Linked DNA regions of Zea mays: region 2 is linked to region 1. Evidence: chromatin contacts called from public Hi-C data. All regions are on one chromosome and are shown on one strand. Each heading gives the region's core, a stretch centred on a gene start, on an enhancer-like site or on the middle of the called end of the contact. The rest is flanking DNA. Distances are from core to core; before and after follow the strand shown. Region 1 holds the start of LOC100382361 (Chaperone protein dnaJ A6 chloroplastic). Region 2 has its middle 54 kb from the start of LOC103653092.

Region 1 (6,989 bases), core at 2,251-4,750:
CCATCTCTGTGATTGATCTCTTGTGGTTATTGTGTTTTGTTGAGACTCCTCTCTAGCCACTTGGCATTATTTGTGCTAACACTTAACCAAGTTTTTGTGGCTTAAGTTTCAAGTTTCACAGGATCACCTATTCACCCCCCCTCTAGGTGCTCTCACTCTAATGAAGCACCGGGCTCTGATACCAATTGAAAGTCGCCTAGAGGGGGGTGAATAGGGAGAATCTGAAATTTACAAACTTAATCACAACTACAAGCCGGGCTAGCGTTAGAAATATAATCGAGTCCAAGAGAGAGGGTGCAAAACAAATCGCAAGCGAATAAAGAGTGTGACACGCGGATTTGTTTTACCGAGGTTCGGTTCTCGCAAACCTACTCTCCGTTGAGGTGGTCACAAAGACCGGGTCTCTTTCAACCCTTTCCCTCTCTCAAACGGTCCCTCGGACCGAGTGAGCTTGTCTTCTCAAATCAATTGGGAACCAAACTTCCCGCAAGGACCACCACACAATTGGTGTCTCTTGCCTTGTTTACAATTGAGATGATCGCAAGAACGAATGAGAAAAAGAAGCAATCCAAGCGCAAGAGCTCAAAAGAACACAACAAATCTCTCTCACTTAACGCTAAAGCTTTTGTGGAATTGGGAGATGATTTGATCACTTAGGTGTGTCTAGAATTGAATGCTTAGAGCTCTTGTAAGTAGTTGGAAGGTGGAAAACTTGGATGACTTGAATGTGGGGGTGGTTGGGGTATTTATAGCCCCAACCACCAAACTAGCCGTTTGGTGGAGGCTGCTGTCGTATGGCGCACCGGACAGTCCGGTGCGCCACTGGACAGTGTCCGGTGCGCCAGCCACGTCACCAGGCCGTTGGGTTCCGACCGTTGGAACTCTGACTTGTGGGCCCGCCTGGCTGTCCGGTGGCGCACCGGACAAGTCCTGTAGATTGTCCGGTGTGCCACCTGCGCGTGCCCTGTCCTCTGCGCGCGCAGGCGCGCATTTAATGCGTTGCAGTCGACCGTTGCGCGCGAAGTCGTCGTTGCTCCGCTGGCTCACCGAACAGTCCGGTGTGCACCGGACATGTCCGGTGAATTATAGCGGAGCGGATTCCCGAAGCTGGAGAGTTCAGAGTCGCTCTCCTCTGGGGCACCGGACACTGTCCGGTGGTGCACCAGATAGTCCGGTGAATTATATCGAAGCACCTCTGAGAATTCCCGAAGGTGAAGAGTTCAGCTTGGAGTCCCCTGGTGCACCGGACACTGTCCGGTGGCACACCGGACAGTCCGGTGCGCCAGACCAGGGCACACTTCGGTTGTCCCTTGCTCTTTTTGTTGAACCCTTTTCTTGGTCTTTTTATTGGCTAAGTGTGAACTTTTGGCACCTGTATAACTTATAGACTAGAGCAAAACTAGTTAGTCCCATTATTTGTGTTGGGCCATTCAACCACCAAAATCAATTAGGAAATAGGTGTAAGCCTAATTCCCTTTCACTAACCCGGCTTGTAGTTGTGCTTAAGTTTATAAATTTCAGATTCGCCCTATTCACCCCCCTCTAGGCGACTTTCACTTCTGGAGCCTACCAACGAAGAGAAAGTTGAAGATTTTGAGATTTATTTATTATTTAGAAATTCTTGCGGCTACATGTAGTGTAACAAAAAAAAGTGCAACGATTAGTAGACATAATAATTATACAATCAATAATTATTAAAAATAATATACACGGGTCGTAATTTTTGCAACAGTGGACGACGTCCTGTAGAAAATAAAAACAAATAAAAACTGGTAGTTGAGTTAGTTGAAGAGAAATGTATATAATAATAGTATGGTGGGGTATAAGGGTTGATTTAGAGTGAACCGTTGTACATAATAGAGATATAGACGGAGAGAGAACGCCGATGTGGTATGTGAGTAGGATATAGATGAAGAAATATAGAATTATAGAGTGAACCGTAGAAGATATTCTTACCCACCCGCGGGTGCAGAGACCCGACCATGCCCCGCCTTGCCCCCACCTCCGCCTCCGACCCAACTACGGTAGCATATCCACGCGCCTCAGCGCCGCTCCACCCGCATTGATGACATGGACAGGATCTCCAACCCACCCGCGACTGTTGCTCTACCCGCATCAGCGACATGGACGATATATCCAACCCACCCGCGACTGCTGCTCCACCCGCATCGACGACATGCACGAGATCTTCACCCCGCCATCAGCGCTCGCGTCCCCTCTCCCCCCAACGTTGTGATGCCCGCCACCGCACGCGATGCCACCCCCTCCTGCCACACCCACCCACCCTCTCTCGTGGACACGGATCTTAGCATGAGCCTTTGCAGATTGGATCTGCCATGATGGACCTTCAAGTTGTTTCTCAGTTGAGGACCAAGTTGTGGAGGGAGAGGAAGCTCAACGTTGGGTACCACGCCGGCAACAACAACGAGTAGGATGGCCAAGTGCGCCGTCGTGGAAGTCAACAATAGGGCAGTTGCAGTAAGCATCCATACCATGATACCAGTCTCCACTCTCCCCCTTTTTTATTGCTCTCCTACTACTGAAAGCTGGCCTTAATAACTCCAGAGCCTTCTAGATAGAACATGGGAAGCTTCTTTATGCGTAGTTCTAACATAGAAACTACATATGTTATGGTAGACAACTCTATAGATTAGGCACATCATTATGCCCTCCTGTTTTTTTTCTGCATTCCCTAATCAAGATATCATCACGTCATATTTAGAAGCCAAAATCCTTCTTTCTCATAATATAGGCTGCAAAATGTACATATTATCATAATAAAATGGAATGCCCACGTACCACCACTTGAATTCTTGTGATTATCGTTAAAATGAAAGAGGTTATGGTAAGAGGTACATTTTGCAAGCTGCTCGAGCATGCCAATTTCTATCATTGCAGCACCCATGTACTTCTTAATGTCGTAATGATTTTGATAGTCACCATTTCTTTCCTTTCTTTGTCCCAACACTCCAACATCGGACCAAAAGGTACATTCAGTTACAAACATAATGTGTTGTATGTATTGCATAGCATGTCCAATACAAGGGTAATCAATTATTTCAGAACACATGCCATCCGAACTAACCTCCCATTTTTGCATTGATCTTGTATGCAAACGTTGAAAACAATCTATCTATATCTATACTACTCTAATAAGAACCTAATGTAGGCACTGGTGCTACCACGGTTTCACCTTCCCACACCCAGAAAAATAGTGCAGAACGAGCATTTGAACCCACACCATTCTACTCAAAAAATTTGGGGGCTAACCACCACACCACACATATCTTACTGTTTAGAAATAAACAAAAATTATATTTGTAGCCTATGCGCCGCTCCCCACGCTCTCTTGTCTCGTGGCAACGCACGGACATATAACTAGTAGATAGTATATAAAGATATAAAAGAAAAAAAAGAAATGAGACGGATCTTCCAAAAGTACCCTCGATCTCCAACCGGTTCACCACTCACCACTCAACAGCCCTCCCCTCTCATCATCTCCTCCCCCCGCACCTGCACAGCCTCTCCCGCCGCGCGCCGCCTCCGCGCGCCATCCAGACGCCAGTGCGCGTCGCGGTCCGCTGCCCGCGGTGCGTTCACCCTCTCCCCATCTCCCTTTTCCTCTCCCGCGCGCCCTTCCCTACGCGCCTCCGCCGGCGACGAGTGCCCACCAGGTACGCCCCGCTCCTCTCTTCCCCTCGCGCTGCTAGGAAAGGAGCGCCCCAAACCCTATAGTAATAAGTTGCCTGTATTCGGATCTGACCTTACCAACGAGTACACACATGGATGATACCTACTATTCCTTGCCAAAAAAAACTATCGGGTACATGTCATGCCTGGGTCGGCCCCTGCGTTGTGGCGTGGTTCTCCAATGAAAGTATGAGACCACGTCTGTTTCTGGGTTCTGAATTACAACTCATGTCTCGTCATTAGTAGATAGTTTGTTATGCAAGAACGTCTGATCTAACTGACACCTGGTCACCTGCATTCCTGGAATGCCTAATGTATGTAGCGAAGCTCTTGACTCTGCCTCCCGTCATATTTCAGCTGGTGTTACACACGTGTAACAATACATTACATGGCGCTAGTACAGTTCAATGGTGCCTTGCTTCCCCAACTCGGTGAAAAACCTCGGCCGCTATCCTCGCCGCCTGCAGTTGCAAGGGCTACCTATGCCGATGCAAGGTTCCTGGCACCGAAAACCAGGTATGCCTGCACAATTCGGATAGTATTTGGTAGGTACCATGTAGTTAACTTTAGGAAACTAAGTTTGTTTCTACTGTCTCTGTGCAGTTCAAGAGGTAGAGGTAAACACCTGCTATCACCTAGTTATAGTTTGCATTCACAGACCTCTTCTGAACAAATAAACCATGTACCGTCGTCAAGATCTCGCCAGAAAAGGGGCTCAAGTTTTGTCGTCAGAGCTGAAGCTGTGAGCTATTCTTTTGTCTTCCTGTTTTGCTTACATTATTGCTTCAAAATGTCTTCCGTTCTTACTTGGATTTAAATATCAAATGACAGGATTTCTATAACGTACTTGGTGTCTCAAGAAATGCTAGTAAATCTGAAATCAAGAGCGGTTGGTATCTTCTGTTTAGTTGATCATGCTGTTGATGTTTTCCACTTGATCGTTATGTGTTAGAGGAATTCATTACCTTGATTTTATCTGGTTGTGGTTGTCATGTAATATGCCATGCAAAAACTTGCGACTTTTCACTTTGTCAGAACCCAGATTTACTCAAAGTCCATCTTCCATACTCCCACTTCAATGCTGCTCCAATAATACAGTGCACTTTTAAAAATAAAACCAATGCTGATTTAAGATATGATGATATCACTTGTAACAAAATGGTCCTGAATCCTTTTATTTTCCAGCCTATCGGAAGCTTGCTAGGAGCTATCATCCAGATGTAAACAAGTAAGTTGGCTATTGCAATAATCACTTTTCAGCTACTATCATCACCATTCTTTTGCTTTTCGGATGCTTAGAGAAACTCCAGTAGTCGCCTAAAGAATCCCCTAAACAAGAAATTTGGAGAGTTTTTATAAAACCCCCTCTCCAACAGCTCCTGAAATCAACTTGGTAAATTTACTAAGTTGCTATCCCAGCCAATTTGATCTCTACATGTAGCAACTAGTTTCCCACTCCCGAAGAGCCCAGTCGCACCATTTTTTAGTTTTGGCGCCTTGTTCAGGCACGTTGGCCTCGCCACAACCCACTCGCGCCATTTTTTTTCTCTTCCATCCAGATTCCGCCTCCCCTAGGATCTCGTCCCTGTCGCCTGGTCTCCATCCCTGACGGCGGGGCCTAGGCTTCCCTTCCCCGACGCATCCGCCTGGCCTCCTCCCCGACACCACCTGCTGGCTCTCGTCGGCAAGGATTTGTGCTCTTCCGCCAGGCCCTTGTCCCTGTCACCTGGCCCCCATCCCCGCTGTCGTGCCTGTCCTTCCCTTCCCCGACGCCTCCGCCTGTCCCCGTCCGCCTGACTCCCATCGGCTGGGTTTTGCTGCTCCACCGCCAGGCCCTTGTCCCCAGCGGTTGCCCCACCCAAGAAAGCGTGGCACCCCAGAAAGCACTGAAGTTTTGTAGAAACTTTATTGTGCATTTTATTCATTTTCGATGCACATGACTTGTAAGCTCAAATTGATAGTACTTCCAATGGTTAGAAAGTGATTTTCATCTCCTATTATTTTCAGACCGTATCCATAGTGAGGTTGAACACTAGTGTTGTATGGTTGGATTAAGACCAAGTGTCTTCCAATTGAACGTTAAATGCATCTGCATCGTGCATTTTAAACAAAGATGCTTTAATCCAAATGGTGGTTTCACTGATTGTCTATTTGAATTATTTTATGTTTAGATGTGTCTAGTGAAAGTAGCACTTGTACCTCTACACTTCTAATCCTCTGTACGTACGTATTGACTGAACAAAAGCAAATTATCAATGCCTATAACTATATATCCGGACATCTGGACGGCGTGATCCAATCGAAGGCATGCACAGGCTTCGTCCGCCGGCGCGACTGGTGCTCGCCTTTCGCATGAACCTGCTGGCGTCGCAGAAACAAATAGGCCCACCCAAGATTCAAAACAGTTTTAGCTTCCTATATATCAGCAACTGTTGGAGATCGTTTCTTTTTTTACTCGTAGAGCAAATTTATCTGCTTGGTAAATACTTACTAGAGTTGCTCTTATAGCCAGCTGTACATTCTTCTTATATTTGTTTTGTACATTACACATATTTCCCATTTAGTTAGTCAAATAATGAAAGTACCTATTTATTGTTTATTTTAGAGATCCTGGTGCTGAACAAAAGTTCAAGGAAATCAGCAATGCTTATGAGGTTGGGCCAACTGTTCATACTTAGCTCCAAATTCCTTTTTTGGTAGTAGGATGCACATTTATTTATGCTTACATAGCAAGGATGTATGTTGTAGGTTTTGTCTGATGATGAGAAGCGATCAATCTATGATAAATATGGAGAAGCAGGTCTGAAAGGTGCTGGCATGGGCACAGGAGTAAGTGTTCTTCTATGGTTTCTATATCAGAAGTTTGGTCAGCAGGATCCTTGATTTGTTCTAATCATGTCAATTTTGTTTCCTACAGGATTACTCAAACCCGTTTGATCTATTCGAGTCCCTGTTTGAAGGATTCGGTGGGATGGGTGGAATGGGTGGCGGTCGTGCTGCCCGTAACAGACCAATGCAAGGTGATGATGAGAGCTACAATCTGGTACTCAATTTCAAGGATGCGGTGTTTGGTGTGGAGAAAGAGATTGAGATAACCAGATTGGAAGGCTGTAACACCTGCGATGGAAGTGGTGCTAAGCCAGGTACAAAGGCAACGACATGTAAAACTTGTGGAGGCCAGGGCCAGGTGGTCTCCTCCACAAGAACACCACTCGGAATATTCCAGCAAGTCTCCACCTGCAATACCTGTGGTGGCACCGGCGAATTCTCCACGCCTTGCAACACCTGTTCGGGCGATG
Region 2 (7,434 bases), core at 1,254-3,753, 72 kb before region 1:
GTCTCTAATCCTCTCCACCATGTCTGACGACCATCCATTAAGTTTGTGGGTAGAAATCTCAGGTTGTCTGACATCACTTTGTCGACTTTCCTCCTAGGGACGTCTGAGGTGTGTGTTAGGTGTCCTATTAATGTCACCAGCTCCTGCCCTATACCTCTCAAGCTCTCTAGTGGCCGAACAGTATTCAGCCCTGTGTCCATGAGGTGGTATGGCATGGTTATAATGTGTTGCTGGTGGGGCACCATAATGTTGTTGCGATGAGTGTGCGGACTATGTGTATTGTGCAGCTCTTGGTTCTGCATACACATACCCGGACGGTACGACATAAGGGGTCGGACGGTCCGTGACCGGGCCGAATGGTCCGAAGGTATATCCGAACTGTCCAGCAATATATGGTGTTGCCTGGGTAGTCTCGTACCTAGACCATCTGTCGTAAAGGGCTGGACGGTCCGCGATCGGGCCGAATGGTCCAGGCCTATACCCGGACGGTTCGGTCATATATGGCACGACTTGGGCGGTCTGCGCGTGGACTCGTGTAGAGTTGTACGGTCCGGCGTAATACACCGGCTAGTTCATGCCATATCCGGACGGTCCGGCGTAAGGTATCGGACGGCCCGCGACATATCCGAACGGTCCGATATAAGGTACCGGATGGTCCACGACATGTCCAAATGGTTCGGCATAAGGTACCAGACGGTCCACGACATATTCGAACGGTCCAGCGTAATGTATTGGACGGTCCGCGATAGGGTCGAATTATCGGGGGTTGTACCCGGATGATCCGGCCATGCATGGTGCGACCTGAGCGATCTGTGTGCAGGCCTGTGTCGGGTCGGACGGTCCGATAAAATGCGCCGAATGGTCCACGATGTAGCCAAATTGTCTGAAATGATGCTCGGACGGTCGGGTCGAGTCCAGAACCTGTCGCGTGCCTAGTGACGGCGGCTGCGATGGTGACGCGACCGCATGCATCGGCATACCATATGATGGCTTGGCCAAGGGTGACCCATTTGTAGCCGATGTGCTCGGTGCGGGTGGCTCTGTATTAGACTCACGTGACTGAAAACTAGGAACAGTTGATTTCTCATATGAACGTATATGCATTTTAATAGATTCATCTACATATTGTTTTAACTGATCTCCTCGTTGATCCATAAAAGTCGTAAGAGATACATCTGGAGCACTTACAGCAGGACCCTGAAGCGGAGATAGGAGAGATTCCATATCGATCTCCCCTTGACAGATGATCTTCTGCTAGCGATCCACCGTGAAGTGTGACAAGTACTTTTCCGCCGCCTCTTTGCGTCGTTCGGAGAGTTTATGCAGTAGTTCCGCCTCCTCCTTGTCACGTTGTTCGTTCCATTGCCACATCACCTCCTTCTCGCGCATCACGAGGTCCTCAAAGGGTCATTGGCCATCAGCCGAGAGTGCCTCCATGGCCGGCTTGATGATGTTGGTGGTGGAGATCTTGGTGTGATCCTTAGAACCGACCATCTATGGGCTGATTTTTAGTAGATCTAGACACCTAGTCCCCAGTGGAGTCGCCAAAAAGTGTGTTGGCGCCGATCGAGCGCCAAACACGGGAACGGATCGCCTAGCGGGGCTCTCCGCGGAGGCACAGACGGTCCGCGACACAGGGTCGGACGGTCCGCAACCTGGCGCAGGAGCGACTGCTCCTCTGCACACATTCGGACAGTCCGCGCTTGGGGCCAGATGATCCGCGATAGCGTAGAGGGTCTTCTTCTCTGCAAAGAACCCTAGAACTCGCCCTGGGAGATATCCCATCGAGGGGGAGAGTTCCAAGGGGTTGCTCTGGGTCGGCAGGCCGCCCGATGCTCCTCTAATTGGCGTAGAGCTGAGTAGAGATTATTGTGGAAGACTAAACTAGATCTAATCCTAAGGTTAAATTACTCCTACTCCTAGGAATTGGAAAAACGGAAAGGGGAGGTCTGGACCCGTTACAAGCTAATCTCCCGAGTTAATTCCGCGAATTTAGCTAACAACCATAGCAAGAAACTCGGAACCCTAACTGGCTCTATGCGCGCGCAGACCGTCCGCGTTACTGTTGCGGACTATCCGTCCTGCCTATTTTGGTGCTCAACAGGGGGGTGGAGAGAGCGAAGAGCGGTTGGTCGTAGGGGTGGAGGGCCCAATATTGCTTAGTGTTGCTTGAGCAATACCATAGCCTAACACAAGAAAGGATCAACAATAAAAATGCTAATGTCTAACCTAAGTAACGGCCATCTGTTCACGTGTCTGCTCACGTACTCTCCCTCTGCCGAGCGCCGCCGCCAAGCAAGCCGCTGACGCATTGTCGTCGGTCATGGTCACCGTGTTGCCGGTGCAGCGCTGGAGAACGGTCACCCGAGCTCTGCATTAGACCACCATGACTCTATGGCCTATTTTGCATGCGCTCTAGCCGTCCGACACACGTACGCAGTCCCCCTCCGGGCTCTGGCCCACTATTGAGCCACCGACGCTCCTGTCCTACCGAGCTCCGGCCAAGGCCGCTGGCCAAGCTCTACCCCACGTGGTCGCGTCTCCTCCTACACCTAGGCTGAGCTGGCCAATCTCCTATTGCTTCCGGCCAGCCACATAGGCCATGCTCCACCAACGCCCAGGCCTAGGTACCTAGCTCCACTAGCTTTGGCCGTGTTCCACCATCTGTGCCTCCGCACCATAGTCCATCTGCGCCTACTCCAAGCTCTATTCTGCTGCTCCGCACGTTGATCAAACATAGGGAAAGAAGGTAATTTTCCACATTTGTCACTTATTTTGTAGATATGAATTGCTTTAAACTATATTGTAAATTTTCTTTCGTCGTCGCGTTAGCATCACCTTAATTTTGATGCATCCTCCGCCACTGGTTGGTTGTGAGCGGAGGAACTAGGATGGGCAGAACCAGGAGGCAGCCTACCCCTCAGGTATCCGTTTATTGCAACAGACCAACGTAATACAAAATATTCAACAAAATAGAACACCACATATATTATCGATCTCAATAAGGAGATTTACAAGCTACAATTATGCATGCCAAATGCAGAGCTTACATATGCTAGTTCATGTACATAGCTCAAATAAGGCATAGCAATGTGATTGTTGATGAGAGCACCAATCTATGGCTGATGGACATATCAACCATGGTTCGTCAGGATCAAATGCTAATATATATACTTCACAGTTTATCTCAAATCAGTGCGAAGTGTAAGCGTAACAGATTGGGATTTAACTTTCTTATATTAGTCAACGCGTGCAGGCTCAACAAAAAGACGAAATGAACTCGAAGATTCATCTTCGCTTGCATCCACCAAACTGAATATGCAAAGAAACGAAGCAAAAATGCAACTTTCTATTCGCGTTGCAGCATGCAAGCTTACACCATAAGGACTTGAGTCTTGAGCACGAAGCCACACAAAAATCAATACCATAGCTCGTACAATTAAATTATCTAGAAACGAGTCCAAAAGAACATGCCCAACAGTTCACCTAAGGACGTCTAAACACAGCGGAGGCATGCAAGTAAAGTTCATAAAAGCCACAGTGTGACAAGTGCGAGATGACCTGGACTAAGCGGGTCAACCTGGGTGAGATTTATGTTATTCTTGGGCAGGTCCCTTGAAATGCTCAACAAAATCTCCACCATCTTTTTCGCATCGTTGTCTTCATAGATAATTTCAATAAGCTTGAGGTTATTGCACCAGACGTTAAACTGGTTCAGACACCCCTCGCTCAACCATGCCTTTTTTCTTTATTTTTATTGGGATCTTTTGAGAACTGTTCACATCACAGAAAATATACAACAATGAACTAAAGAATTAGTCGAAGAAAGTTTGCCAACGACATGTGGAAGTTGTCACTAATTACTTTTTTCCAATAACAAGGTCAAAAGATTCTAGGAATTCTTCATGGATCACCTAGAATTAGTTGACTTTGAGAGAGTCTGGACACTAAGTTGCTTTAGCTTTCGGACTTAGTCAGACAACAATGTTGAAAGGGGTGGTCTAGAATTATCTACACTTGCCCAAAGATACATTAACAAACATAACGACATGCATATCTTGCTATATAGCAGTACCAAATAGTAAGCCAAACTTAGTCGTTCACTATAGGATAATATGCAAGCTGACAACAATGATAGATCATATAAGGAGAAAATTCCAGAAATTACAAGTGGAATCAAGAATGCACAAATATATTACATGTATGTCTATGCCAATATAAATCATAGAATAGGGTTGCTAGTAGCACTGGAGCCAATCATGGTAATTTCACAACAATGTTAGATCAAGCAAGCAGAGTATATGAACTGTTAAATTTCCTATACTTTAAAGCCGGATGGAAACGGCTTCTGTCCTGCGTCCACGTCTGCACGAAAGAGCTCATTCGTCCGATTTCAAGGCAACGTCTGCGGGAACAAGCCACATGACCCATCTGCATGAAGGAGCTCATTCGTCCGATTTCAAGGCAACGTCTGCGGGACCTTCAAGCCACATGACCCGTGCAACATATCACTACCGGACACAGCTCCTTTACCGAGTGTCTCGGACACTCGACAAAGGCTATTTTACACTCGGCAAAGGCTTTGCCGAGTGTAACACTCGGCAAAGAACGCTCGGCGAACTGTACATCGGCAACGGCCTCTTTGCCGAGTACTTTTTGTCGGGCACTCGACAAAGAATTTGCCGAGTGCCATTTGACACTTGGCAAAGAAAAGTCACCGTCACGGCGCCAAGTGACGGTGACGGATCCTTTGCCGAGTGTCTTCTTTGGCACTCGGCAAAGAGGCCAATTTTGCCGAGTGTCTGCTATCACGGCCCTCGGCAAAAACGGCTCCAGTGGGCCCCACCGCCAGTCCCTGTGCCGAGAGCTCTCGTAGGCACTCGGCAAAGGAGGCTTCTTTGCCGAGTGTCTAGTGGACTGACACTCGGCAAAGAGTCATCCAGTGGGCCCCTTTGCCAGTCCCTTTGTCGAGTGCCTTGACCACATCACTCGGCAAAGATGGCTTTTGTGACACCCCAGTGTCACCTAGGGTTTCTCTCAAAATGCCAAACCAAGAACCATTATTTTATGTGAACCAAAGTAAGCATGAGCATCAAATAAAGAATTCACCAAGTATATACTTAAAAGTATCATGAGCAAAACAATTGAGTCTTTTAAAAAAGGGTAAGAATGTGTAACCCTAATAAAAACCCTAAGTGAGCCCCATAAGCAAAATTCGAGAAAATAAGAAAAAGAGGATGAAAAGTTTAAAATTATGACTTGAGCCAATTATAAAAATTGAAGTATATTTAATGAGCAACAAGAAAGGTTGAGAAAGCTTAGCCAAAATAACTCAAATAAAACCTCAAATCAAGCTTCTCATGTGGGGACTTAATGGGAATTCTGAATTTCAGAATTCTGAAAATCAGACCTTGAGCCAAAGATCAGGGATGTTCACCTTGATCCCTAACTCGAATCATAATGGCCCCATTAACAAAATTGTGTCTAACTAACCCCTCTGTCGTGTGCCAGAAGATGGCATTGGGACGCGAGCCCTAGACACGACAAAACCTTGGATTTGCCTCGGGTTTGAGCAGGGAGACAGACCGGATTTCCTGGCTCCATATCTCTGCAACCAGTAGGCAAAATCCTATGACCCCCACACAAGAATGGTAGCTTGTAGGGAGGAGAAGAGGTTTTGTGCACTGACCAAGGCGAGAGCAGGCTCGGATGAGCGACCACACGCGCCAGAACTTGGGCAGAACGCACGAGCACACGTGTTCGACCCTGGTCAGCACGCCAGAGCTCGCCCAACCCGCGCGCGCGCTCGCCCCGGCGTCTGGTCAAGTCCGCCGCGCGCCCTCGCCCTCGGCCGTGCCCGCCCGCGCCTATAAAGCCTCCCCGGGCGCGCCTCACTTCGCCCCGCACTCACCCTCACCGGCCAGCCCCCTCTCCTTAGCTCCGGCGAGCTCATTTCCGCCCGCCATTGCCGCCAGAGCTTCGGCCATCGTGGACAGCCCACTCCAGCCATCCTCAAGTCGAGCCAGTGCTTCGGCTAGCTCCGCCAGTAGCCCGTGAAGCTTGCCAAGCCCTCGGACCCGGCCAGACTTCACCGGAGGCCCGAGATCGACCTCACCGGACTTCGGTCTTCCGCCACCGCGCGTGGACCGAGCTATCCAGTGAGTCTCCGACCAGTTCCTTGCACCCATATCTTCTCTGGCATCCCGTGAACCTCTCTGACCCATCCAATTGCTCTATCTCGCCGTGACCAGGCCGGCCTCCTCGCCGCCGACGAGCATCCCCGCCTGCGTGCGTGGACCGACCGACTCCGGCCATCTCCGACGGCGACCCGCACACCGTTGTGATCCTCGAGACCTCCCCTACGTCCTCGACCACTTCACCGGAGCAATCTCGCCGCCGGTAAGCCCCTCCGCCCTTTCTTCCGCCGCGATTACTGTTTAAAATAGAAGAAGGACCTCGGGTTAGGATTTGTAGAACCCGAGGGGTTTTCTGCAACGTCAGTGACTCATGTCAATAGTAGCTTAAGGACTGATCCGCGAAGAATACTTAAAAACCCGCCAGGGACCCCAGTGCAAAGTGGATTTCCATTAAACCAATTCTGTTTTTCTTTTTAAAAATGACAAGAGAACTTAGAAAACCCATAACTTGATGAATTCTTCATAAAAAGTTGCCAAACCAATTTTGCTAGCTCCTGAATATTATGAACTATCTTTTAAAAATGATAAACCCTATGCTTTCTGTTCTAAATTTTAGAATTTAAAATTAAAAACAGAAACCCACCAAACCTTGTTTAATTAAGGAAAATTAGTTTTTCATCTGTGCTGAACTTAAGAAAATTTGTAGATGATCAAACCTCATTTAGACACTGTTTAAAAATAGTAGGAACCCCAGCATTAGAAATTATGATGTAGTTATTCATTTAAAACTATTCTGCCCAGAACTTAGGAAAAATCAGAAAGGCATTAGAAATTAATGAACAGTGATTAAAATTATTTTTCCTAGTTTGCTTAAGTAACAGAGAACCTAGGAAAAATACAGAGACCATTAACTCAGACCAGTTTTAATTTAAAATGTTTTGTTTAGCCTTATATGGACTGAAAATCAATTATTAAAGTAGCAAAACTATAACCAAAATGGGTCATAAAAATCCAGTGGACTTACAACCACCAGAGCCCCACTACAAAAATAAAGAACACCTCAGCCCAACTTTTTAAGTAAGGAAAATAAATATAAAGTGATAATAAGGCATTTTCCAAATAAATCATGAACAACCCCTAATCTTGTGATAATGGGCAACCAAAAATTAGCTAAGTCCATAATGAAATAAACCACCAGAGAAAAATGCAAACTCATGAAAAAGAAGCAAACTCTTACCTATTGCTAGTATTTTATGAGAAAGGCCACTTAATTCAAATAATGCATACCACCCCTTCC

The links. A called contact is a pair of places that touch in the nucleus more often than the background predicts.
Region 2: a Hi-C map of tassel shows a contact between it and region 1, with 2.3 times the contacts expected there. The contact joins the enhancer-like site here to the promoter of LOC100382361 in region 1. A contact is called at or near these places in 3 of 25 Hi-C or Micro-C datasets (ear, endosperm and tassel).

Annotation. Positions count from the first base shown.
Region 1 is chr4:36,496,431-36,503,419 of Zm-B73-REFERENCE-NAM-5.0, reverse strand. It overlaps LOC100382361 (Chaperone protein dnaJ A6 chloroplastic), which reads left to right and starts at 3,500. Exons shown (of 8, transcript NM_001175106.1): 1 at 3,500-3,674; 2 at 4,048-4,206; 3 at 4,294-4,432; 4 at 4,522-4,579; 5 at 4,876-4,918; 6 at 6,296-6,344; 7 at 6,439-6,519; 8 at 6,608-6,989. The coding sequence starts at 4,079.
Region 2 is chr4:36,567,465-36,574,898 of Zm-B73-REFERENCE-NAM-5.0, reverse strand. No RefSeq gene overlaps it. Among protein-coding and RNA genes, the nearest start is that of LOC103653092, 54 kb to the left of the region's middle. Within about 2 kb of position 2,503, at least 12 of the 20 cell types and tissues checked have an H3K27ac peak or open chromatin away from gene starts, as enhancers often do. A contact at or near this core is called in ear and tassel, where this site is marked.